2 separate regions of the Sus scrofa genome follow, and region 2 is linked to region 1. The links are chromatin contacts, called in public Hi-C maps. All regions are on one chromosome and are shown on one strand. The core of a region is the stretch at or near the end of the contact, and the rest is flanking DNA. Distances in the headings are between cores, read along the strand shown. Region 1 holds the start of MMP15 (matrix metalloproteinase-15). Region 2 holds the start of CFAP20 (cilia and flagella associated protein 20).

Evidence for each region. Hi-C and Micro-C count contacts between places; a contact is called where the count stands out from the background.
Region 2: a contact with region 1 is called in a Hi-C map of subcutaneous adipose tissue, with 2.7 times the contacts expected there. The contact joins the promoter of CFAP20 here to the promoter of MMP15 in region 1. A contact is called at or near these places in 2 of 5 promoter capture datasets (fetal skeletal muscle and liver), 15 of 47 Hi-C or Micro-C datasets (embryonic fibroblasts, epiblast stem cells, fetal skeletal muscle and 8 more) and 1 of 2 datasets of contacts at active chromatin or transcription factors (skeletal muscle).

The regions. Positions count from the first base shown.
Region 1 is chr6:19,888,552-19,892,811 of Sscrofa11.1, reverse strand. It overlaps MMP15 (matrix metalloproteinase-15), which reads right to left and starts at 1,945. Exons shown (of 10, transcript XM_021093941.1): 1 at 1,814-1,945.
Region 2 is chr6:19,967,557-19,971,816 of Sscrofa11.1, reverse strand. CFAP20 (cilia and flagella associated protein 20) reads left to right here and starts at 2,470. Exons shown (of 6, transcript NM_001244786.1): 1 at 2,470-2,776. The coding sequence starts at 2,693.

The sequences.
Region 1 (4,260 bases), core at 696-3,195:
GCCCAAGGGCACTGAGGCCCGAGCCCACCGGATCCCGCGGAGGCGGATGTCTCCCCACCATGCACCCAGTCCTCTCCTCTTCTCTGTGGAGGGGAGCTGGGTCTTAGAAGTCGAGAAAGAACGTCCTCGCTTTTGCTCTGGGTCAAAGGAACTGGTACCCCCACTGTCCCTAATCCGGAGAACGACATTCGGCGACCCTCTGGAGCCGGCTCTGCGCCAGGAGGCCGCACCTGATCACCCACAGGACCGATCCCAAAGACAGTCTCCAGTAGGGAATTATGACGGGCTCCTGGTGAAAATATCTTGGGAGCCCACCCTCTTTGGACCTGGGCCTTGGTGTAGGGGCGCTGATGAAAGAAGCGCCAGAGGAGGCCGGGTCTCCGTAGATCCCACCTGGCCGTGGCGCGGCTTGCGCACAAGAGCCCAAGAAAGTCACCAAAGCGCCCCCTCAATTCGAATCTGCAGCCTCGGAGGTTCGCACCCCCTTCCTCTATGCCAGCTCGCCGCGCGCGGCTCAGTGTCACCCAAACTAGAAGCTACCTAAACGGGAGCGCTGCCTGCTGTGCCCAAGAACCCCCCCTCCCGCCCCCAAGCAGCCCCTTCCCCATTCGCAAAGAACGTCACCGCGCGTCCGCAGGGTTCTCGAGGAATCCGGTGTCCGGGTGGGAGGGAAGGAGAGGAGAGAGGGCTGGGGGGCAGCAAAAGCCACTCCCGGGACTCGGGCTGGGAAGGAACAGTGCCCAGGGCAGGGATGTGGGGGTAGAGAAAGGGAGCAAGCCCTACGCCTTCCAAAGTTTGAGAAGAGGTGCACCGCCAAGGGCCAGCTTTCCGGGTCCCCTTTCTTCCCCGTCCCCAAATCCGGGTCAGGGGTTCATCGCCGCGCTCTTCCCCCCTTCAGCTGCGGCGTGGCTTCCTCCCCACCCCCAAATCCCCCGGCCCCAAGTCCTCCAACCCCGGCAAAGGGCCTGGGCGAGGGTCCTTACCTCGGCATTGACTTCTGCGTCCTCCGCCACTGCGCAGGGGCCCAGGCAGCTCAGAAGCACCAGCAGCAGCTGTAGCAGTCGCGGCCGCTCAGCCGCCTCCCGGCCGCTAAGAAGACTGCTTGCCCAGCCCGGCCGTGCGGGCGCGCTCCGGTCGCTGCCCATGCCCTCAGCGCCCAGCCTGGCCCAGAGCGCTGCCCGCGGGGCTCTCTCGCTCGCCGGCGCCGGGTCCCCGCACGCGGCTAGGAAACTTGCGACGCTCCCTGGTTCCCCGCCCGGCGGGAGCGCGGCAGACCAACTGATAGCCGTCGCCGCCGGAGCCGCTTAGGTCTCCTCGGCAAATTCCCACGGCCAAGGAGAAGCGGGCCGGGCCGGTCCGGGCACACGGAACCGGCCCACGGGGGAGAGAGTGGGCCAGAGCCGCCCGCCTCGGGGTCCTGCAGCCTCAGCGCCTGGGGCCCGGCTCCCAAGAGCAAGCGCAGCTCCCTGAGCCTTTGTCTCAGCGCTCCGGCCGCCCGAACCCGCGGCGCCCCCCGCGCGCCCAGCCCCTTCTGTCCATGCCCGGGCCGGGCGCTGCCCAGAACGCGCGCCCCCCGCCCGTGGGTCCTGCTCTCCCGGCACCGAATGGGCCGGGGTGCCCGTGCAGGCCAGCGATGAGGCGCAGGGAACCGGTCGGTGCTAGAGAGCGAGCCAGGGAGCCGGCGCCCGACGTTCCCGGCGAATTCCGCGCAGCTCCGGGCGCTCCCGACCCTCCTCCCCGCGATCCACGGCCGCCGCTCTTAAAGGGCCAGTGCAGAGTGCGCGCGGACCCAGGCGGGGGCTGGGGGCGGTACCTCAGCCAGAGGCTTCTCAGCAGCAGGTGCGGGCGGTGGAGCCAGACAGGCGGCCCTTATACTCTTCCCATACGGCGAGAATGCTCCTCAACCCGCCCCCGTCACTCCAATCCCTGCTTTGGGGGAGCCGGGTTGACCCCCAAGCGGCCCGCCCAACAGAGGGAGGGGCAAGAAGGAATGAGGACGCCTCTTTCTCCCGTGTAGTGGGTGGGTGGTGGTGATACTGAGGCAGCAGTGGCAGGAAGGAGGGCCGGAGGAGGAGGGACTTAAGTATCCTGTGGTCTTAGACTTAAAAAAAAAAAAAAAAAAAAAAAAAAGTAAACAAAGATTTAGAGATTCGTTGGCTTGAGGCCTCTTTTCAAAAGACTCTGGACCTTAGGGACTTTTCTCAGTCGCCAAATGAGGTGTTGGATACCTTGGGTGGACAGTGCTGTGCGACAGAGACGCAGTTGCCATCCTGGGTTGCCACGTACCTGCAGCACAGAGGTGGGCAAGTTACTTAATTTTTCTGAGCCTCCAAGTCCTTATCTTGGAGGATAAAGAACACAGGGCAAAGGGCTGGGGTGGGGCACGAAGTGTGCTTCAGTTTCCTGGTCTAGCACACATTAGGTGTCCAAGCAAAGAACCCTATTTTGTGCAAGTGAAACGTGACACCCACAGGGTGCTAGGCGGGGTGGGCAAAATTCCGGCAGAGCAGAGCTCTAAGAAGGGTTAGGTTTAACTCTATTCCAAGAGCAACTTGAGATCCGGTTGGTTCAGATGCTGAAGGCTTAAGACGGGAGGCCTGGGTCTAATGTCCTTGGAGGCTGCACGTCCAGACCAAGCGAAGACCAGGCCCAGCTGACTGGCAGCAGGGTCAGGAGGTGAAGGCCCTCCGAGGGAGGGAGGCAGGAGACCTTCCCTCTCCAGCACCACCTCCCAGCTCCGGAAACAGATGCTCTCCTTACCTGAGGGCGCATTTCTCCTAAAGTAAGCCCTCAGGTGGCTGGCAGGCCTCCTGTCCTGGAAATGCGCAGAGATCTGGCGGAGCAGAAAAGGCCTGTTCAGGGACCTGTCAAGTGATGAAAGCGCTCTGTTAAAGAGAACAGGCAAAAGTTAAAGTGGTGAAGATCGATTTTATTAAAAACAAAACCAAAAAAACTATTTCAGTAGAAACTCCTGTACAGAACTGGGTCTGATTTGAAATACAAACAGGAGAAGTGGGGATTTACTGCCAAGGGGCAAGAGGGGGGTGGGGGACAGAAAATTACTAAGAGACATCAAGTCGTGGGCAGGCGGGGGACTCTGGCTGAAGGCAGGTGAGAGTGATCCGATGTCCTCTAGGCCTGGGTGGGGATGCTGAGTTTGACTAGATATCAAGGGTGGGGAATTCAGCTAAACTGACCTTAGTAAGATTCTTGCTAAAACTGGGTTCTAGAAGGAAATACAGGAATGGGCCTTGTTGGGGAGAAGGTTCAAAGGAACCTGACTAAAATTCGGTCAAGCAGAGAACCTTTGTCAGTCTCCCCTTTTATTCCAGGGAAGAAGAGGCATTCTTCTTTCTTCTGATGAATATAGATCCGTTTTCACTTGGTTGCTTTTTATTGCTTTTCATTCATTTAGAACCAGCTGAATCGTCTGGTGAGACTTGATGATGGATGGATGATAACTGCTGAAGTATAGGACCCACAGACACTTGATGAGAGAACCACTTTGAAGATAAATGGAAAGATGAAGATTAGAGGCTGAACGGGTCCTTGTGCCCAACTTCGTAGACCTTCAGGGATCTACCAGAAGTCCCAGGACCTGTTGCACTTCCTCAGCGGGTGGTGTCAGCGTGTTAACAGATTTCTTCGTTCCCCTCTTGAACTCTTCCTGGCAGAGATGTCAGGTCGATTGCCGAGGACAAAGGTGCAGCAGTTTCTCCCGACCACTGTGCATGGGCCCCCTTCTTGGGACATATCGAGGTCGATGCAGTTACAGAGAACAGCGCGCTGGGATTCTCACTGTTGGTGAGTCACCAATTTGAGGCCAAGGTGATGTTATCTGGGGACGAGGCGAATTGCTTCAGTGATGAGCAGATGATTCTGTTATTGAGTCTAACTTCTTGAGCCAGGGGATAGATTTTTGGGGACAAACCTTTGCCTCAAAAGTAGTGGAGTCATGAATGGAACAGGCCCAATTCTGTCACTGGTTTCTCCAAAATTGGCCCAGTTCTGTAGCTGTTTTTTCCACATCGTCTCCCCAGGAATCAAAATCATCTTTGAGGGGATCTATGATGTTCTGGATATCTTTTGTTTCTATAGTGAGAGTGAGATGAACCTGAGGGAGTGGGCGATTGTTTTAGACATAGTTTAAGAGAGGAAGAAGATTGTGGCGGGTACTGTGAAATGAAGGGATTGCTAACATTGGCAAGGTAGCAAGATCTGGTCCAGCTGGCAGGTAATAGCCAATAAACTTAGGGGCCA
Region 2 (4,260 bases), core at 1,221-3,720, 78 kb before region 1:
GCTGCGGCAACACTGGATCCTTAACCCGATGCATCACAAGGGAACTTCTCTAGAGTTGCCTTTTAATTAATAGACTTTTAAAATTATAATGATGTCCAATTTATCTCTATTTTCTTTTATGTTAGTACACTTTGTGTCCTATTTAAGAAATTCTTGACTACCTCAAGTTCTTAAAGATATTTCTAAGTTTGGGGTTTTTTTTTTTAAAGTAAGACCTTATTTTTTGGGAGCAATTTTAGATTCAGAGAAAAATTGAGGGGAAAGTACGCATTTCCTATAATCCCTACCCCCACACATGCAAGGCCTCACCCATTATCCACATCCCCGACTAGAGAGGTACATGTCTTATAATGACCTACATTGATGCATAATAATTACATAAAGTCCATTGTTTATATTAGGGTTCGCTCTTTGTGTGTATATTCTATCAGTTAGGACAAATGTCCTAAAATCCTCTGTGCTCTACCTATTCATTTTTTCTCACCTCCTCACCCTTGGCAAGCACTAATCTTTTTACTGACCCCATGCCTTTTCCAGAATTCATATAGTAGAAATCATAGAGTATGCAGTGTTATTGACTTCTTTCACTTAGTAATTTGCGTTTTAAGTTGTCCTCATCATTTCATGGCTTAGTAGCTCATTTATTTTTACTAAATAACATTCCAATGTCTGGGTGTACCAGTTTATTTATCTGTGCATCTTTTGAGGGACATCTTTGTTGCGTACACGTTTTGGCAATTGCAAATAAGCCTGTAATAAACATCTGTGTACAAGTTTTGTGTGGGCATAAGTTCTCAACTCCTTTGAGTAAATACAAAGGAGTGGGATTACTGAAACCTATGGTAAATGATCCAAAAATAACAGCTTCATACAAAAAAAGTTTTGACTTTCTACTGCAGTCAGATTATATTTTCCCCTCTATATCTGGAAATTCTGGTTGGATTGTTCATGTCATTGCCACAAGGATTAAACGATTTAATAAAGGCTAAAGCACTTAGTATAGTGCCTGACATGTAATAAATGCTCAATTGATCTTAGCTCTTATTAGTTGTTACAGTGATAAAGTTAGCTGCAAACTACTTTTCTGTCAGCCACATAAAACCAGCACAGGCCTGAGCAAGAGTATGATATCCAAGCAAATGCTCAATGAGTGATTGGTTTCCAACACCCGGGATTTCTTCCACACTTGAAATAGCATAGCTTATTTTATGCTTTTTAAAAAAACATTCTGGAGTTCCCATTGTGGCTCAGTGGGTTGAGAACCCAATGTAGTCTCCAAAAGGATGCGGGTTGGATCCCTGGCCTTGCTCAGTGTGTTAAGGACCTGGCATTACAAGTTGCAGATGTGGCTGAGATCCAGTGTTGCTGTGGCTATAGCAAAGGCCTGCAGCTGCAGCTCCGATTTGACCCACTTCCTTATGCCACAGGTGAGGCATAAAAATAAATATTTTTAAAAATTAAACAATGTTGGAGTTCCCATCGTGGTGCAGCAGAAATGAATCTGACTAGGAAACATGAGGTTGGGGGTTTGATCCCTGGCCTTGCTCAGCGGGTCAAGATCCAGCATTGCTGTGAGCTATGGTGTAGGTCTCAGACAGGCTCGGATCCTGCGTTGCTGTGGCTGTGGTGTAGGCTGGCAGCTGTAGCTCTGATTAGACCTCTAGCCTGGGGACCTCCATATGCTGCAGGTGCGGCCCTAAAAAGACCAAAAGGAAAAAAAAAATGTTCTAAGAACTAATTGATTAAAACCCTGCTGCTAATTCAACCTATTCAAATGTATTTTAATTGCATTAATTTCTGCTTTTATCTTAATGTTCAGACCTTGTTTTCTAATCATGCATTTAAGGTGATAAATTTTCCTTGAAGTATTGCTTTGACCACATACCACAAGTTAAGATATCTGGTGTATTCATAGTGATCCTGTTAATAATTAAAGCAATGATGCCTTTAAGACATTTAATGTAGTTAGTGCGCATGTACTGGTTAGCTGCTTTAACCTTATCAAATAATGCCAAAGAGCATTATTTGTTATTTGCAGGAAACCAGGCAAGCACTTCCTTACATCCAAGCCACCCGTGCCTTTCCCCACTTTTCTTTCGCGCTAGTAACTCCTACTGTCCCCTAAGGGGGCGGGGCCTGGACTTCACGCCTCTGACTCCACCCCCTCCAGGTTCCCATGACACTGGGCAGATGCTAACAACTCATTCTATAACCTTGTGTCTCCTTCCGCTTTCTAGAAGCCGCTCTGAGACAACGATGGGAAAATAGTCCCTTGGCAACGAGGTTCTTTTTTCCAGACGGCGGAACTAGGGCGGGGCTTAAGAGCGGAAGAAACAGGAAGTCCGTGATCCCTGTGGCAGGATTGGGCCCCGCTCTCTCGGGGGCGAGCTCAAGCTGGCGGAGGGATCCACCTCTGGCGGCGGGCGGCCCACCGCCTCTATTTAAGGAAGGGAGAGAGGCGCAGGCGGCAGTTGCTGTGGTGTCGGTGCTGAGGCGGCTTCGTTCTTCTGCTAGTGAGCCTCGCGGATGTAGCGTCCCGCGTCTAAGTCCTGCTGTCTGCGGCTACCAATTGGGAGGTCAGGAGCGCAGGGTACTTTCTTTGGGCCAGAGCCGGCCCCCTTTTTTGCCTTCGCCACTAAGTGAAGCCATTTAGGTCAGCTTCCGCGCGGCTGAGGAGAAGGCCGCCGGCGATATGTTCAAAAACACGTTCCAGAGCGGCTTCCTCTCCATTCTCTACAGCATTGGCAGCAAGCCCCTGCAAATCTGGGACAAAAAGGTCAGGGACTGGGGGCGGTGGCGGGGCGGGGTCCGCGGGCTGGGCCTGGTGTGGCGGGTAGTTATGTGGAGCTGGGGGAAGGCCGGGCGGTCGCTGCTGTGCCCCGTCCCCAGCCTGGCGTGACTGAGGGTCGACGAGGGAGCGTCGTGTAAGCAGCTGGAGTGCATGTGGAGTGGGCGTGGCTGGGCTTTAAGTGACCTGCGGCCGTGGTCCAGTTAGGACAGTGGTCCCTCTTTGCAGATTTGACTGGGTCACTGGATTCCTAACCTTCGGTTTCTGCATCTATAATATGGTGGGGTTGAATAGTGCCCGTTTCACAGCGTTGAAAAGCGTAAACTCACGTGATGTTGCTTTGGGGACGTGCACATGAATTGCTGTTCACTGATTTCACAAACATTTACTGATACCCTGTATTGTGCCAGGCCCTATGCTCGGCACTAGACACAGAACCTTTGTTCCAGGCGCCCTTACAGAGGCAAAGCCAGGACTCAGTTATGTTTGGGTTTCATTCATTTGCTCCCTTCCTCCCACTGATCCCGAACAAGCCAGAATTCGGTGGCCCTTGGCACTTGCTCCACACTCACTGTGACTTGGGGTCTGTACTCTGCCTTTCCTTATTTCTCCATCAGGAAAATTGCAAAATGGTGATAACGTCTTGTTTGGGTTAACAAGCACAGACCCAGGTAAAACATCTTGTTTTTTTTTTTTGTCTTTTTGCTATTTTTTGGGCCGCTTCCACGGCATATGGAGGTTCCCAGGCTAGGGGTCTAATGGAGCTGTAGGCGCCGGCCTACGCCAGAGCCACAGCAACACCGGGTCCGAGCCTCGTCTGCAAACTACACCACAGCTCATAGTAACGCCAGATCCCCAACCCACTGGGCCAGGCCAGGGACCGAACCCGCAACCTCATGGTTCTTAGTTGGATTTGTTAACCACTGAGCCACGACGGGAACTCCTAAAACCTCTTCTTCATCATCACTCAGGTGTCAGCTGCATGATACTTTCACTGACCCCACGAAATGGTGACCTTGTCCATTTTTTGGAAGTTTTGAGCAGGGGGCATGTGTGTTTTGCAAGTACAGGTTGGTCTGCATTTGATTACTTTGATATTTTCTTTCTTATGCAAATTCCCAGGCAGTCTGTACCCTTCTTTGAAAAGAAGTTAATATAAGTGGAAGACAGGTGATTTAGGGTATAACCTTAGTACTGCCTCCTCTTGGGAAAATGGAGAGAGGTGGTGTGCTGACTGCTGTTTTTATAGAGATGGATATGGGATAGTCCAAATAAGCAGTTTATTGGTAATGAGGTAAAGAATTTTGGATTTCACCTCAGAACAATTCCCTGTCTCCCCTTAGCGGAAAATGAGAGTTTTGTTTGGGCCACATAGAGACTTGGGGATAATACGGACAGCCTCCTGCCTGTCCCCATTAGGCATTCTGAGAGCAGCTGTGGAGATGGTATGTTTACAGTGTCATTTTTATAAG